Linked DNA regions of Sus scrofa: region 1 is linked to region 2. The links are chromatin contacts, called in public promoter capture Hi-C maps. All regions are on one chromosome and are shown on one strand. The core of a region is the stretch at or near the end of the contact, and the rest is flanking DNA. Distances in the headings are between cores, read along the strand shown. Region 1 holds the start of AP3B2 (AP-3 complex subunit beta-2). Region 2 holds the start of C7H15orf40 (UPF0235 protein C15orf40 homolog).

What was found. Promoter capture Hi-C pulls out the DNA fragments that hold promoters and counts their contacts.
Region 1: a contact with region 2 is called in a promoter capture Hi-C map of liver, with 5 times the contacts expected there. The contact joins the promoter of AP3B2 here to the promoter of C7H15orf40 in region 2. A contact is called at or near these places in 2 of 5 promoter capture datasets (fetal liver and liver), 2 of 47 Hi-C or Micro-C datasets (heart right ventricle and skeletal muscle) and 1 of 2 datasets of contacts at active chromatin or transcription factors (alveolar macrophages).

The regions. Positions count from the first base shown.
Region 1 is chr7:52,201,173-52,203,966 of Sscrofa11.1, reverse strand. AP3B2 (AP-3 complex subunit beta-2) reads right to left here and starts at 1,318. Exons shown (of 30, transcript XM_021098893.1): 1 at 1,181-1,318; 2 at 599-659. LOC102161631 (a long non-coding RNA gene) reads left to right here and starts at 1,317. Exons shown (of 4, transcript XR_002345779.1): 1 at 1,317-1,452.
Region 2 is chr7:51,928,085-51,930,821 of Sscrofa11.1, reverse strand. It overlaps C7H15orf40 (UPF0235 protein C15orf40 homolog), which reads right to left and starts at 1,473. Exons shown (of 4, transcript XM_001929182.5): 1 at 1,302-1,473; 2 at 85-211. The coding sequence starts at 1,415.

The DNA.
Region 1 (2,794 bases), core at 69-2,568, 270 kb before region 2:
ATCCACAAGGACTCGGGTTTGATCCCTGGCACCACTCAGTAGGTTAAGGATCTGGCATTGCCGTGAGCTGTGGTGTAGTTCGTAGACTGGGCTCAGATCCCTTGTTGCTGTGGCTATGGTGTTGGCCAGCAGCTACAGCTCCGATTCAACCCCTCGCCTGGGAACCTCCATATGCCATGGGTGTGGCCCTAAAAAGACAAAAGACCAAATATATATATATATATATATATATATATATATAGAGAGAGAGAGAGAGAGAGAGAGAGAGAGAGAGAGAGAGAGGGAGGGAGGGAGAATATTACTCAGACATAAAAAGAATGAAATAATTCCTTTTGCAGCAACACGGGATGGATGTAAAGATTATTATACTAAGTGAAGTCAGTCAAAGACAACTATCATATGATATCACTTATAAGCGGAATCTAAAAAACCGATACAAATGAACTTAATTATGATTAATTATGAAACAGAAATAAGACACAGATAGAACACCATTAGAGCAGAGTTAAGAGAATGGAATTAGGCAACTACAAGCCAAAGAATGCCAAAGATTGTGGGATGGACCACACCAGAAACTAGGAAAAGGTAAGGGTTTTACCTAGTCTCACAGGAAACACGATCCTGATGACCCCTTTTTTTCGGACTTCCATCTTCCAAAACTGTGAGAGAACAAATATCTGTTGTTTTAAACCATTCAATTTGTGTTACTCTGTTATGACAGCCTAGGATACTAGGACAACAGCAATTTTAATTTCTAATTTACCTTCCCGGTCCCCAAAGTGCCATAGCCACAGTCCAGTTCAGGACTACTTAGGCGCTCAATCCTGTCCTTGGTAAAGGGATGAGTAAATTTCCATCAGTCCAGTAGTCAAGAATTACCAGGTACTTATGAGCTACTGCTGTGAGATGCACAACCAATGCAGCAAATGACAGCCATTACTGCGACAAGATATGGACCCACATTGATAAACGAATGATAGTAAGGTACTAAAAACGGCACGGGGAGGTGGAGCGAAGCGAGAAACGAGGACAGCTGGGGGCAGAGGGGCTTCGATTTCCCGGAGGACACCGTTGGGAGAATATGGTTGTTTTTTGAGATGGAGTCTACAAGCTGCTCTCTCAAGCCCTGCTGAACGGGTCCCAGGCCTGTCCCCACCGCCATGGACACAGCAGCAATAACCTCCCACACTGCGTGCCTCCAGTCGACCCTACAGAGTGGTAAGCAGCCCATTGAAGTGGCGTCATCGCCTAATCCTTTACGCGCCTGCGCGGCGCCTCGACGCGACCCGCCCCCTCACGCTGTTGCGTGGGGCCGGACTTCCTCCAGCGCCCCGGAAGCCGGAACGACCTGTTTTCCGCCTGCTGAGGAAGGAATTGCCACCGAGATCGGAGACGGTAGGGGATGTTGTTTACACGGCGTAAAGTGAGGCCGAGTTCCGGCCACCCAGCGGGGTAGGTGACAGCAGCGTCCTTATAGGCAGTCAGTCTGGAGTATAGGGCTTCAGAGGATGCGGCGGGGAACCGAAGTAGAGGTGAGGGGTCGAGGTATCTGTCGCCGGGCCAGGGCCACCAGCGAGGAAGGGCTCATTCCAAACACACTGTGCTCACCTTTCTCAACTTCGTGTGAAAAACGAGCTTGGTTGCACATGGAGCTGTCGTAGGGATAAATGTGGAAGGGAGAAGTCCACACTCAAAAAGATTAAGAACAAATTTCAATAGGCGAAATTTCACATGGGAAATGCCCTTTGTTGCATGAGGTATGTAACGTGAAGTTCTGTACAAACCCAGACGTTGTAAGACGGCTTGAGGCAGCAGCTCATGTTGCATTAATTGGAAAAAGTACACCCTCAGTTAGTAATAAGTTTCCCGAATCAGCCAGCAAGTTCATTTGGTATTACGGTGGAACTGAGCTGTATAGGTCATACCCCTCCTTTCCTCTTAAGCGCAGTGTCTGAGAGGAGACAGGCTGAAAGTTAAACAGATTATTATTGACAGAAACAGGACTAGAAATGAGATTTCTTCATTTCCAACCCCAAATTCTTTCCTTCACATCGTACTGCCTTCGCTTTTTATTTTTAAAAAAATTTTATTTATTTATTTATTTTTGTCTTTTTGCCTTTTCTTGAGCTGCTCTCGCGGCATATGGAGGTTCGCAGACTGGGGGTCTAATCAGAGCTGTAGCCGCCGGCCTACGCCACAGCCACAGCAACGCCGGCTCTTTAACCCACTGAACAAGGACAGGGATCGAATCTGCAACCTCATGGTTCCTAGTCGGATTCATTAACCACTGGCCACGAGGAGAACTCCTTTGCTTTTTATTTATTTATCTTTGCCTTGTATTTATCTTTGCTATTTATTTATTTATTCTTTTTAGGGCCCCACCCTCAGCATATGGAAGTTAAGTTCCTAGGGGTGGAATGCGAGCTGTAGCTACTGGCCTGCCACAGCCAGGGCAAAATCCCTACCGCATCTGCGACCTAGTCTGCAGCTTGCTGCAAGGTTGGATCCTTAACCCCCTGATTGAGGCCAGAGATCAGACTGCATCCTCTGGAGACTATGTTGGGTCCTTAACCTGCTGAGCCACAATGGGAACTCCTCATATTGTCTCTTTGGATTACTAAACAGTTTCTCTTCAATATTGGCTTATGTTTGGGTTGTTTTCTAAACCTCTTAGGCTTGCCCACTTTCCTACAAGACTTTTCCATCTAATAGTATGAGAAAGATAATAAAGACAATGCACAAAACTTTTAAACAGCACAAGCACTAAACAAGTATTACTTAAGGAGACAGATGA
Region 2 (2,737 bases), core at 224-2,723:
CTTTCAGCAAACCAAGACAAAGGGAGGATTGGGGGCCAGGGCAACTGATTCATACAAGACTCCCACCCCAGTGTCCAGATATACCTGTCACAGCATTTTGCTTGGAACCAGGTTTGGCATGGATGGCTATGGTGACACAACCTTTAGGATCAACTGTCACAGGACCTAAGGGAGGAAGCGGTCTCTCTTGTTCCTTGCTCTGGCTTTTACCCTAAAACGACAACAACAACCACACTACAACCTTACTTTCCCACACATTTGATAATTCCACAATTCCTTTTCATCCTTAACCAGGACAAACTAGGCAAATCTGTTCTGTCCAGGTATTTCCGGGTCCCTAGAATGATCTTCCAACATCCTTCATGGCTCAAATCAATTCTGCCATGAAGCCTTGCCATCAACCCCACAAAGTGCTTTTTTTCCTGCCCTGGAAAACCTGACTTAGAGCTGGTTCCTACCGTCTGCTTTGTATTTCCTATTCCTCAGGAGTAGATACCATTTATTACTAATCTTTGTATTTCAAGCAGGATAAGTTAATACATGTTTGTGAGCAACTATGGCTGGAAGCGGTGTGTTTGCGGGGGATGGAGGGGGGAAGAAGTGGTATTTAAAGGACTACTATGTGCCAGAAGCTGTACTATGAACTTTCCATTCAACAAACACAAACTAAGCACCAGGGCAGCACGCAGGCAAAGGATAGATAAAGATAAAAAAGGACACATGGTCCTTGCCCTCAAGGAGCTTGGACTGCAGAGAGAAAGAATAAATCTACTTAACACACGTGCTAAGAGTGCCGACGAGATACGCACAGGCCATCACTACGCAAAGAAGGGCAGGCAGTCGGGCCTTTGGGACACCAGGGAAGCTCCCAGCAGGAGGCAGTCTTAGAGTTATTGGAGTCAGCCCCTCAGAGACGGCGGAAGGGAAGCGGGAGTAGTGTATACTGGACTGAGAGGTGCGAGAACCAGTCCAGGGGAATAGACAGAATGCAAGCTCCCAGGGAAGCAGAGGCCGCCCGGAGCAGCCGAAACACGAAGCGCTGGCCTGAGAGAGAGGGAGAGGCCGGACAGATCAGCAGACGCAACTCAGGGAGGGCCTCGCGCACCGCCGGCCCGGGCGCTGACCTCCCCCGCTGGACCGGGGCGCGGCCGAGTGAGGCGGGGGGCAGGAGCCCCGGACCGCAGAGACAACAAGCAGCTGGCGGCGCTCCCACCCACCCACGGATCCCTCTTCACTCCCGCGCTCCCCAACCAGCATTCCAGCCGCCCCACCCTCCCGCTGCCATGGGTCTTGCAACTGGCCTTGTTTGTCGCGCCAGCTTTCTTGGGCATCTCGGCGCCCAAGGGTAGGCTGGCGGCAGCTCGAGTACCAGCTCCTGCTGGGAACTGCCTCAGCCCACAGCGGAGGCTCAGCATCCCCGGCAAGGAGGGGGCGGCGAGGGCAGCCCGGTGCCGGAAGAGCCCTCTGCGCCTGCGTGCGCTGCGGGTGGGTATATCTCCGCTGGTCTGCGCCTCTGCTCTGGCGCGAGGGCGACACCTTCCGGCCGGCGGGGGTAGGAGTCTTCGTTACCCCAGGACCTGCACGGGGGCCCTCTCCACGTAGAAAAGGGCTCAGGAGATGGAGAGATGGGGAGCTGGCCTCTGATCGAGTTGGTGACCACTCCCACCCCCTCCCCCACAGAGGATAGGGAGGTTGTGTTACCTCATGGGAAGAAAAGATTGGACTGAGCGGCAGAGTGCACAGGGCCATGCATTCTCGCTGCTGCAGCCAACCAGCAGGTGCAGACAGAGCCCCACCCTGCTTCCTATGGCCCACAAGTGGATATAGAACCTCGTGCTGCCTTAGCCTTTTGGTATCCATGGAGCACCTACCTTGTGCTAGGCGCTGAGGATGCCACAATGCAAAAAGAGAGGAAATCTATTCTGATGTGTAATGTGGCAAGAGAGGCAACTGAAGTCGGCAGAGGCATGATCAGTTATTGAACTGTTTGAAGCGAAGGATAGGTGGAGTCAAATTTGTTGTGTTTAGAAAGATCACTGGCTGCAGTGTGGTCAATAGAGGAATAGAAGCAGGGAGATCCGCTATTTAAGTGGAAGATAGTGGCCTCAATCAGAGTAGTAGCAGTGGGAATGGAGAATTGGGAGCTGATCATTTTGAGGATATTTAGGAGCTGGAATGATTGGTGTTTGGGGAATGACGAGGTGGGAATGAAGATGAAGATTCATGGAAGATGCCCAGGTTTGGGGCCTGAGAAGCAGGTTTGGGAATTGGTCAGTTTGGAACATAATGAGTTTGAGATATATGTGGGACACTAAGTAGAAATATTAAGGGTGACTGAATGTCTAACTGAAGCTTGAGAGATCTGGGCTGGTGATGGATTTTGGAACCCTCTGAAATGGACGGTAATTGAAGTCATGGAAGTGAATGAGAGAAAGACTCAGAGAGTGTGCAGAGCCTGAGGGCCCAGGACAGAACCCTAAGGGAAAGTAAAGAAGAGAAGGCACCAAATGACACTGGCCAGACATAGGAGTACATGGTAAACTAGAAAGGGTACTTCAGGGCTAAGTGGTCAACAGTGAGAAGTGCCACAGAGAGAACATGTAAAATAGACATCAGAGGTGTTGGTGACCTCAACAGCAGCAGTTTCAGCAAAGAGGAGGAAAGAGATAACGTGTAGGGAATAATTTGATTTCATTATGGAGCAACTGGTGTTGGAGGAGCAGATGACATTAAGGTG